Linked DNA regions of Oryctolagus cuniculus: region 1 is linked to region 2. A link is a contact called in public Micro-C data. All regions are on one chromosome and are shown on one strand. Each heading gives the region's core, a stretch centred on a gene start, on an enhancer-like site or on the middle of the called end of the contact. The rest is flanking DNA. Distances are from core to core; before and after follow the strand shown.

Region 1 (4,908 bases), core at 1,764-4,263, 230 kb before region 2:
TCTCACGTCAGTTAGCTAACAGTCCAAAGTAGGAGTGAGGCCTTTGGTTCAATATTCTCCCACCACACTGTGTTCCAGCGAGGCGGGGTATGACAATGCATCTGCTAACACACACCCAGGCCCTGGGGAGGGCAGAGTCTCATTTTGAGTTTCGTGGCTCATTAGGTAGTATGTCATTTAAACATTTTTTAGTAAGCACTTGTTATTTCCCTTGTTCTCAATGAGCAATGTCCATTTACATTTTTTTTTTTTTTGACAGGCAGAGTGGACAGTGAGAGAGACAGAGAGAAAGGTCTTCCTTTTCCATTGGTTTACCCAACAATGGCCGATGCGCTGCAGCCGGCACACTGTGCTGATCCGAAGGCAGGAGCCAGGTGCTTATCCTGGTCTCCCATGGGGTGCAGGGCCCAAGGACCTGGGCCATCCTCCACTGCCTTCCCGGGCCACAGCAGAGAGCTGGCCTGGAAGAGGGGCAACCGGGACAGAATCCGGCACCCTGACCGGGACTGGAACCTGGTGTGCTGGCGCCTCAGGCAGAGGATCAACCTATTGAGCCGCGCCGGCCCCATTTACATTTAAGGAAAAGAAAATGAAGATGGCATTGTGACACAGTGGGTTGAGCCCCCTCCTGCGATGGCAGCATCTCGTATCTAAGTGCCAGCTTGAGTCCCAACTACTCCCTTTAGGATTCAGCTCCCTGCTAATGCACCTTCGAAAACAGCGGAAGATGGCCCAAGTGCTTGGGCCCTTGTCAAACACGTGTGATACCCGGATGAAACTCCAGACACCTGTCTTCAGACTGTCCCAGCTCCAGCTGTTGTGGCCATTTGGGGAGTGAACCAGCAGATAGAAGATCTCTCCGTGGCCTTTCTTTCTCCCTCTCTCTGTGTCAAATAAATAAAATAAAACAAATCTTTACCAAAAAAATAAAATGAGAACACATAGGATTTGTTAAAGAGAAAATTCTGTAATTCTGATGCTTATATACATTTAATCAAGAACCAGCAGAATTGCCTGCACTTTTTTTTTTAAAAGACTTATTTATGTACTTGAGAGGCAGAGTTACAGAGAGGCAGAGGCCGAGAGAGAGAGAGAGAGAGGTCTTCCATCCGCTGGTTCATTCTCCAAATGGCCGCAATGGCCAAAGCTGGGCCAGTCCGAAGCCAGGAGCCAGGAGCTTCCTCTAAGTCTCCCACACGGGTGACAGGGGCCCAAGCACTTGGGCCATCTTCCACTACTTTCCCAGGTGAATTAGCAGGGAGCTGGATGGGAAGTGGAGCAGCCAGATTTCATATGGGATGCGTCCTGCAGAGTCCTGCAGACCGGGGTTTAACCCGCTGCACCACAGCGCCAGCCCCTGCCTGTGGTTTTGTTTTCGTCTTTTTACCTGGGTAATCTCTCTCACTGGCAGTATTAACAGTTGAGGTAAGATTCACCCTTCATCTTCCATTTCCTTTTATCTGCTGGACTCAGTTAATCTCTGACACCTGTGGCTGCAGCCCTTGCCTTGATTTCCTTCCTCTTCTTTTCCTAATTACAGTGCAGTAAAGGATAAGCAAAAGACAGCTCAGGGAGCTGAAGGACTGGTCAGACCTGGTCCTCACCTCTGCGGCCTGCTTTTTGTGCTGCGACACGTCCTGTGTCCCAGGCATTCAGGAGGCGATCCGTAAGCATTTGAGGACACTTAGGATTTGTTGAAGACTAAATGCTATCGTTCTGATGATTATAAACACTTTAACGAGAGAGTTCGCACATCTTCTAAACTCCGAACACAAGCTTTTGGCCTTTTCTTGGGATGAAAGGAAGCCAAATACAGCCAGACAAGAAGAATCCAAGCTGGACGTGAGTAGTGTGGCACAGTGGGTTAAGCCGCTGCTGGGGCTGCCGGCATCACGCTTCTGCTTCTGATTCCGGCTTCCTGTTAATGTGCATGCTGGGTGGAAGCAAGCGATTGCCCAAGTACTCGGGGCCCTGCCACCCACGGGGCAATCCAGATGGAGTTCCAGATGGCTTTGGCCTGGCCTAGCCCTGTGTGTTTTGGGCATTTGGGGAGCGACCCAGGGGGTAGAAGATTCTCTCTCCTCTCTCTCTCTCCACTCTGCCTTTCAAATAAATATTTCAAAATTCAAAAACTTCTTAAAAAGAAAGAATTGCCCACCCTAGGAGAGGGGCTCTTCCTAAGCTCAGGCCTGGGCTGCCCCTCGTCCTGCTATGCTTTTGCCTTCTGCTCAGCACCACCCTCAGCTGCTCAGGCCCTGGGAACCGCATTCCCTGGCAGCGTGCCCTCTGCTCCCAGGCATGGCTCCTGTGGCAAGTGAGGAGACCCGGGACAGGCTGACTCGGTGCCAGCTGCCATCCCCTAGCAGCTTCTCACAACCAGCTTTACCCGCACCATTCACTTATTCACCCTCATTCGTTCACTTATGCCCACAACAGGCGGGGCTGGGCCAGGCTGAAGCCAGGAGCCCAGAACTCCATCCCACATGGGTGACAGGGACCCAAGCACTTGAGCCATCACCTGCAGCCTCACTCGAACCCAAGTCCTCCAATAGGGGATGTGGGCATTCCAAGAGGTGTCTTAACTGCGGTGCCACGTGTCTGCAGAAGAGCAAAGCCCCACACTGTCACACTCGCTCGCCCCTCCCTCCACCCATACATAACTTTGGACACTGTCCCCAGTCACTACAACCGAACAAATCCTTGGCTGGATTTATGGTCTCCTCCTTCTCCCCTGCAGTGGAGAGGGAAAAAAGCCCAATATTGAGAAAAACAAGTATCAAGGGTTGATGATGTGCGCTGAACTTTAAAATGTTAAATTACGGTGAAAAATTTTTTGGAAAAGAAACTATCTTCAGAATTGTGCTACATAGTAAAGTTAATGGAGGCCATATGGTGTCTACTAAAACTTAGAAAAACAAACTAAAAACAATACTTTTGCGTCTGCCAGATTGAAATACAATCCACTTCTTAATATTCACTCAACCCAGAGTAAAATGCTTTAAAATGGTAATGATTCCAAAATACGGTGGATAAACAACAGCTCTCAGACCCAGGAGGATTTGTGTTTGCGTACACGCTCGGGGCAAGTCACTCGGCCTCCTGTTGCCTTCTCAATTTTCTCAGCTCTGCAATGGGGACATCAGAACTTCACGAGGTGTTTACGAAGCATGCTGAAAGATTGTAACGCACTTTACAAATGTTTAATAACTGATGCCTTTTCATAAACCGGCTTTGTAATGTCTTTTATTATTCATCCAGTCATGTGGAAGTAAATGAAGACAACCCGCACGAGGACAGAGGCAATTTATTTCGAGCTTGCTGTAGTAAGGGAGTCAGCCACGTCGCTAGCGTTTGGCAGAGACTCAAGGCAGATGGGGCAGTGGGAGAGCTGTGGAGAACGAAGGGGAAAAGGCTCTGGCTGGCAGGTGCTTGGTGTGGGGAAAGTGGAGCTCACCCACCAAGAAGTGGGACATGTTATGTGATTGGTGTGGGGTGCGTATCGGGCTTTTTCTTGTTGGTTCTGTGTTGGCAAGGTGGTAGGGATCCTGAGTTGGAAGCCAAAGGACTTGGCTTCCCCAGCTGCTTGCTACAGAGGCTGTGGGTCAGAGTTCTATTGCCATATATGGTCTGACCATTAGCCACTGTTTGTGCATTCAGTTGGTCATCGAGTGTGGGGAGGTAGAATTAAAGGTGGGAGGGGTCCATAAACCCCAGGAGATGAGCAGGAACCTGCCTAGGAGCCTAAGGAATACCTTGTACAGGGGTACTTGCTAAAGTTCATGGACAGTGGAATTCAAAGATGTTTCTTAAGGAGGCAGATGTTTGATCTGATGCCCTGGTGTTCTTGCCTTTTGGGAAAGCACACCCCTCATCTCAAGGTACTTGGGTTTGAGTCCTGGCTCCACCTTCTATTCTGGCTTCCTGTTAAGGCACACCATGAGAGACAGCAGGTGATGGCTTCAGTACTTGTGTCCCTTGGACCTGGCATTGTAGAGCAGCAGGTTAAAATGCTGCCTGCAGTGCTAGTATCCCATATGGGTGCTGGATTGAGTTCCGACTGCTCCATCCAGCTCCCTGCTAATGCTTCTGGGAAGGCAGCAGAAGATGGCCCAAGTACTTGGGTCCCTGCCACCTTTGTGGGAGACCCAGACTGAATTCCTCATTCCTAGCTTTGGCCAGGCTGTTGTGGGCATTTGAGGAATGAATCAGCAGATGGGATCTTTCTGTCTCTCCATCTCTCTGCCTTTCAAATAAGTGAAGAATAAATAAATGAAAATGTTTAAAAACATTTATTTAAGTGCAAAAGAATTTTGAAACCCACACATAGTTTTTTCACAACACACATTCCCTGCTAACTTTTTGGAGTCCCCTAGCATGCATGGATTTCAAATTTTTTTGCACCAAAATACACTTCTCTTCTAACTCCATTTCCACAAGCTGTTTGAAGTACCCTCTTATTTATCACACCTTTTAAACCATTTTAGAAGGAGTCATTTTACTAGCTATAATTCACCAATTTCACTCTCTTGACTCAAGGGACACACCACTGACCCAGCTTTTGGGGCCACTGGGATTGGGAAAGGGCTCTGTGATGTGCCGGGGGAGGAGGAGGGGAGGGGAACCTGTGACAAGCTGCATCCTGTCCCAGGGTCAGTTTCCTCGTGACTAGACTGGGAGGTTCTGTCTGCCTTGCCTATCTCACTGTTTCATTTTTGAGGATAAGTGGCCTAATATTTGCAAAAGAGCCCTATCGCGTGGCTATTTAAAGCCCCACAGAGCAGGTATGTTAGAAGTGTGCTAAGGAAGAGAGTGAGTCGGCCTTGGAAGTTCCGCCTAGTGGACAGGGTAGTGCAGGCTTCCCCTAGCCTTGCGGGGAGCCTTCCTACCTCCTCTCAGACTCCCATCTTT
Region 2 (4,734 bases), core at 990-3,489:
TCCACCTTGCGGCGCCGGCACACCGGGTTCTAGTCCCGGTCGGGGCGCCGGATTCTGTCCCGGTTGCCCCTCTTCCAGGCCAGCTCTCTGCTATGGCCAGGGAGTGCAGTGGAGGATGGCCCAGGTGCTTGGGCCCTGCACCCCATGGGAGACCAGGATAAGCACCTGGCTCCTGGCTCCTGCCATCGGATCAGCGCGGTGCGCCGGCTGCAGCGGCGGCCATTGGAGGGTGAACCAACGGCAAAGGAAGACCTTTCTCTCTCTGTCTCTCTCTCTCACTGTCCACTCTGCCTGTCAAAAATAAAAAAAAAAAAAAAGAAAAATCCCTTAAGTTCTGTCCGTGAGGAATTATAAGCTAAGCAGGTGTTCAACAAATACTGTTTCTAAGAGGGATATTTGGAAGATCACTTAGATGTTATGTGAAATTTTGGTGGAGCCATGTCCTTTATCTGAACCACACTCACCCCCCAACATTGGGTGACAAGGATCCTGTGTAATTTACAAATCTGAAGCAGGAATGACAGCTTCTTCCGCACCCAGACAGGACTTCTCTTTGCCAGTGTCCAGCTAAAGAAGGCTGGCTCCAGACCTTAGTAGGTGTCTGGACATCTGGATCCTACCAGAAGAGTCAAAGAATCAAACACCAGTGGTGGGTGTTTGGCATAGTGGTGAAGACACTGCTTAGGATGCCAATAACTCATATCAAAGTGCCTAGATTTGAGTCCTGGCTCTGCTCCAGGTCCCAACTTCCTGTTCATGTGTTCCCTCGGACACAGCAGTGATGGCTCAAGTACTTGGGCCCCTGCTACCCACATGGCAGACCTGAATGGAATCCTCAGCTCCTGACTTTGGCCTGGCCCAGCCCTAGCTATTGCTAGAATCTGGTGAGTGACCCAGTGGATGAAAGATCTCTATCTTTCAAATAAATGAAACTAAATTAACAACAATAATAAAAAGAATTAAATGTCAACAGAAACACCTTGCACAGAGCACCTCCCCTTCCCCACTCTCCTTGCCCTTCCCTTGCAGTTACACAGCTTTTTGTCCTCTCTGGCAGGTGCAGGATGGGCCACTGTGTGCTCTTGGCAGTGGGTGGCTTTGTAGCACTCCATGGCTGTGGCCTGGCTCTCTCCCCAGCATTGCTTTCCCAGACTGCAGGGCACTCACCACCCACTCAGTGCAAGATCAGCCCTATCGTGTGTGCCTACCAGACTCTTCTGGATGAGTGTGTAGCGAGAATAACCTGGTAGCCGTCTCTCTGAATAATGTAACTATCACCTGAAGTCATTAGGAGAGTGCGTCAGGCACGGCAAGGTTGCTGAGAGTGGCGGTTTGGGGTAAAAAGGAAAGCATCTCTCTTCACAACCCAGGGGGCGGCCCTCACTCCACCTCCTGACCTCCGTGACCTCTGGAGGCTCCTCAAGTCACCACGCAGGGAGGCTGGGAAGGAAGGTGCCATGACAGCCACAGAACCTTAGAGCTGGTGAAGAACCGATGCCCTCAAAGGTGTGGGCACTGAACTAAAGTGTGGGTGCTGAGCTGCTCGCTGGTTGCTGACATCTCACAATTCTGGCAACAGAAAGACCCTTTCTCTGCAGGGCCTGCAGGGCCAGAAAGTTGATTCTTACGATGGGAAGAAAGCAGTTGTCCCACAACTTCCATGGTGCTGGTTCTGGAGATACGCAAGTGGCCCTTAAATCCGGGTCATGTGCTGTTTCCTGGTGGCTCTGCCCCGCTCCGCACCCTCCACTCATACACCCCCTTCTCTTGTCTTTAGCCTAATATTCCTGGTTTTCTCCCCATTTCTCCTTCTGTGCCGTCTCTGAGGCCCTCCCTGCTCCTGGAGACCGTGCCCTGAGTGCACTCCTGACAGAGCTGTTGAGAGGAGCCGTGAGCACACTGCGCCAGGAGAGAGAGGCTGCCCAGCTCCTGTGTGAGCCCTGGGGGCCCGACTCCCTCTCCATGGGGACTGGCAACACAAGGACAGGATTCCGTGAGCCAGACCCTGATTGGTGGGCCCTCGAGGTGACTCCGTGGTCTGTGGGGGAGGGACACAGAGGAGTCGGTGTTCAGAAGCAGAGAGGCCCCTCTGACTACCCCGTGTGCTTGCTCGCCAGCTCTTACCTACAGGCAGCTCTGGCACATGTTCCTGATTAGAAAGATTGGTCTCAACTTCTCAAGTCCACAATTCTCCAAGTAACACAAACCCGCCTCCCTGGTCCAATTGCTCAACCACACCTCGAGCAGAGTCTGGCAACTCCAAGGAGGGAGGGAGATTTCGAAAAGGGCTCCAGCCTCTGGCAAGTGTGCGTCTCAGAAATCCAGGCAGAGCAGACGCGAGAGTCTCAACTTTGCTGTGGATCAGTTACACGGGGAAGGAGCTGAACAATTCTACTCAGCACATTTTAATTTACTGGCATCTTTCCTTGCAATAATAAACTTGCGTACTTAGTTTCCAAAAATTCCAAAAAGGCTCCAGAAGGGTTACTTGTGCTTTCCAAAGTAATTCATTGTTGAGATGCTGCCAGCGTGAAGAATTTGGGCTCCAAGGGAAATAAAACTTAGGCCCAAGTGGAAACTAGAACTTTGAAAAGAGTCAGTTACAACCTGGAGTGCAATTCCGTTCTCGTGCACTATTGCATGGGCACAGAAAGCAATCACAGGAGTTGAACAAGTTTCATACCTCTTTTTCCAACTGATCTCCTGAATATTTCAGAAGCTCGACAAGCTTGGCTATTATTTGGTCTTCTTCATCTGAAGGAAGAAATTCCAGTTATTTCTCTTTAGAGAGGCAAAAAATAATAATCATCATCTTAAGTTTCTGCACTGGCAATGCTTGTGGCTTGGTGAGGGAATAAAGAAAAGACATGCTTTCTCACTCTTTGCAATCAAGCCTTACCTTACCTCTTCCGATCAGACCGAACCATTCGGCTACTTCCCCTGCGTTCCCTCATTTCCCTTTTTCCTCCTCTTTGCTCGGCCCCCCAGTTTTCACCATGACGCTCGTCATGGTTTTTGCCAAGAGAATGTTGTGGAAAGCCTCAGTCCTTCTCCCCGTAATCCAGTTTATGAAGATGGGAGAAATTCCCTGTGGGTTTTAGACTTTTCCCCAGTAGTAGGCACCTTTTCCTTGGACGCTATATTGGATTAGATTGCTCACTTTGTGTTAGCTGCTTGAAAGTACTGAGCCGAGAGGGAGAACGGTCTCTCTGGCCTGCATCTTGAGAATCAACCTCACTCCTAAGTTGGTTTTATTTTCACATTTTGGGGTTTTTTTTACATTATCTTTCACATTTGAATTATTTTATCTGGTTAAAATTTATTCTTCATAGGTCATGTCTACATAATAAGATGAGGTATAAACAAATTAATACAATTCCCCACCCCATGCAGGCAGATAGTGACATGGCTATCATTGGCTTGTGATGTATCTGTTGGAATGGGTGAGGTAGACTATGATTTTTCTTGTCTCAAAACTTGTTAACAACTGGGACAGGTGTTTGGCCTAGAAGTTAAAATACATGCATCCCAAACCAGAGTAGCTAGGTTCCAGGTCCAGTTTCTGGCTCCTGCTGTCAGTGCAGCGGGGGATGGGAGGCAGCAGGTGATGGCTCAAGTAACTAAATTCCTGCCAGCCACATGGGAGACCAGAATTGAGTTCCTGGCTCCTGGCTTCAGCCTGGTCCAGCCCTGGATGTTTTGAGCATTTGGGGAGTAAACCAGTGGATGGGAGCATTCTTCCTCTCTCTGTCTCTCAAATAAATAAAAATGAATAATTATAAAAATAACTTGTTAACAACTAAGCATGATGAGAGTGGTATTGCTACAGAACATACTCCAGAGAAAAGCCAGTTACTGAGAGAATGCTGCTTCTTACTTCTGGTAGTCTCTGGAGCCATAGGGCCCTCGTGCTTGTCCCAGATAAGAAGACAAAGGAGGCCCGGCATTGGTGCAACAAGTCCCAGTGTGTTCCAAACCCAGAGGCGGATGGGAAGATTGAGACTCCGGGTACTGGCGAGAAGAAAAGGTGTCCACAGCCGGAGAGCAGCTTTTATCTGCTGCTGCTCTCTGGGAGAGTGGAGGACTCTCCTTGCTCGAAGCCTCTGTGGCAGTTGGTGGCCCCTACCCTACCACCAGGGGTGGATAGAGCTACCACTCTGCTTCAGGGGTTGGAGCTGCCAACGTCTTTGCAGGGAGAACTTCTGCCTTGTGCTTTGGGGAGCTAAAAACTCAAGGGCCACCTCTGGCTCACATCCTCCACTAGAGTTTGGGAAGAGAGAGGGGAACATCATTCGTGCGGCTAAGCAGAACCAGCTTCCCTCCTTCTGTGAGCACTTGGTCCTGTTCCCCTCCACTGTCCCTTCAGAGCCCAGTGCTCCCACAATCAGTGGGAGTGGGAGTGGGAGTACTGGAGTACTCATCAGTACTCCAGTTATTGCTATGGTTCTGGTGGCGGCTGGCTCAGTCTGGTCACTACTTCTCAGTTCTACACCAGACCTAGTAAGTGACAGCCCCCAAAGCAATATAAATCTCTAGGTTCATGCTTCAACTCTGTGAAAGGCAAATTGGTCCAGGACCACTGGTGACGGGATCAAGCCTAAGACTATATTTTCCCTATGGTCAAGGAAGAAAGCAAACTTCTGAGTTTCCTTCTCCGACTTGGTAGGAGACTTTTCTTTTGATGTAGCAGTGAGTTTGCCATGTCAGTTCAATCTGCTGGTGTGTATTTCTGTT

Evidence for each region. A called contact is a pair of places that touch in the nucleus more often than the background predicts.
Region 1: a Micro-C map of ear pinna shows a contact between it and region 2, with 2.7 times the contacts expected there. The contact joins two enhancer-like sites. A contact is called at or near these places in 6 of 6 Hi-C or Micro-C datasets (ear pinna, embryonic fibroblasts, liver and 3 more).

Annotation. Positions count from the first base shown.
Region 1 is chr9:109,954,911-109,959,818 of mOryCun1.1, reverse strand. No RefSeq gene overlaps it. Among named protein-coding and RNA genes, the nearest start is that of LRP6, 32 kb to the right of the region's middle. Within about 2 kb of position 3,013, at least 2 of the 8 cell types and tissues checked have an H3K27ac peak or open chromatin away from gene starts, as enhancers often do. A contact at or near this core is called in ear pinna, where this site is marked.
Region 2 is chr9:109,723,981-109,728,714 of mOryCun1.1, reverse strand. It overlaps BCL2L14 (BCL2 like 14), which reads right to left. Exons shown (of 8, transcript XM_008259616.4): 6 at 2,684-2,754. Among named protein-coding and RNA genes, the nearest start is that of BCL2L14, 30 kb to the right of the region's middle. Within about 2 kb of position 2,239, at least 3 of the 8 cell types and tissues checked have an H3K27ac peak or open chromatin away from gene starts, as enhancers often do. A contact at or near this core is called in ear pinna, where this site is marked.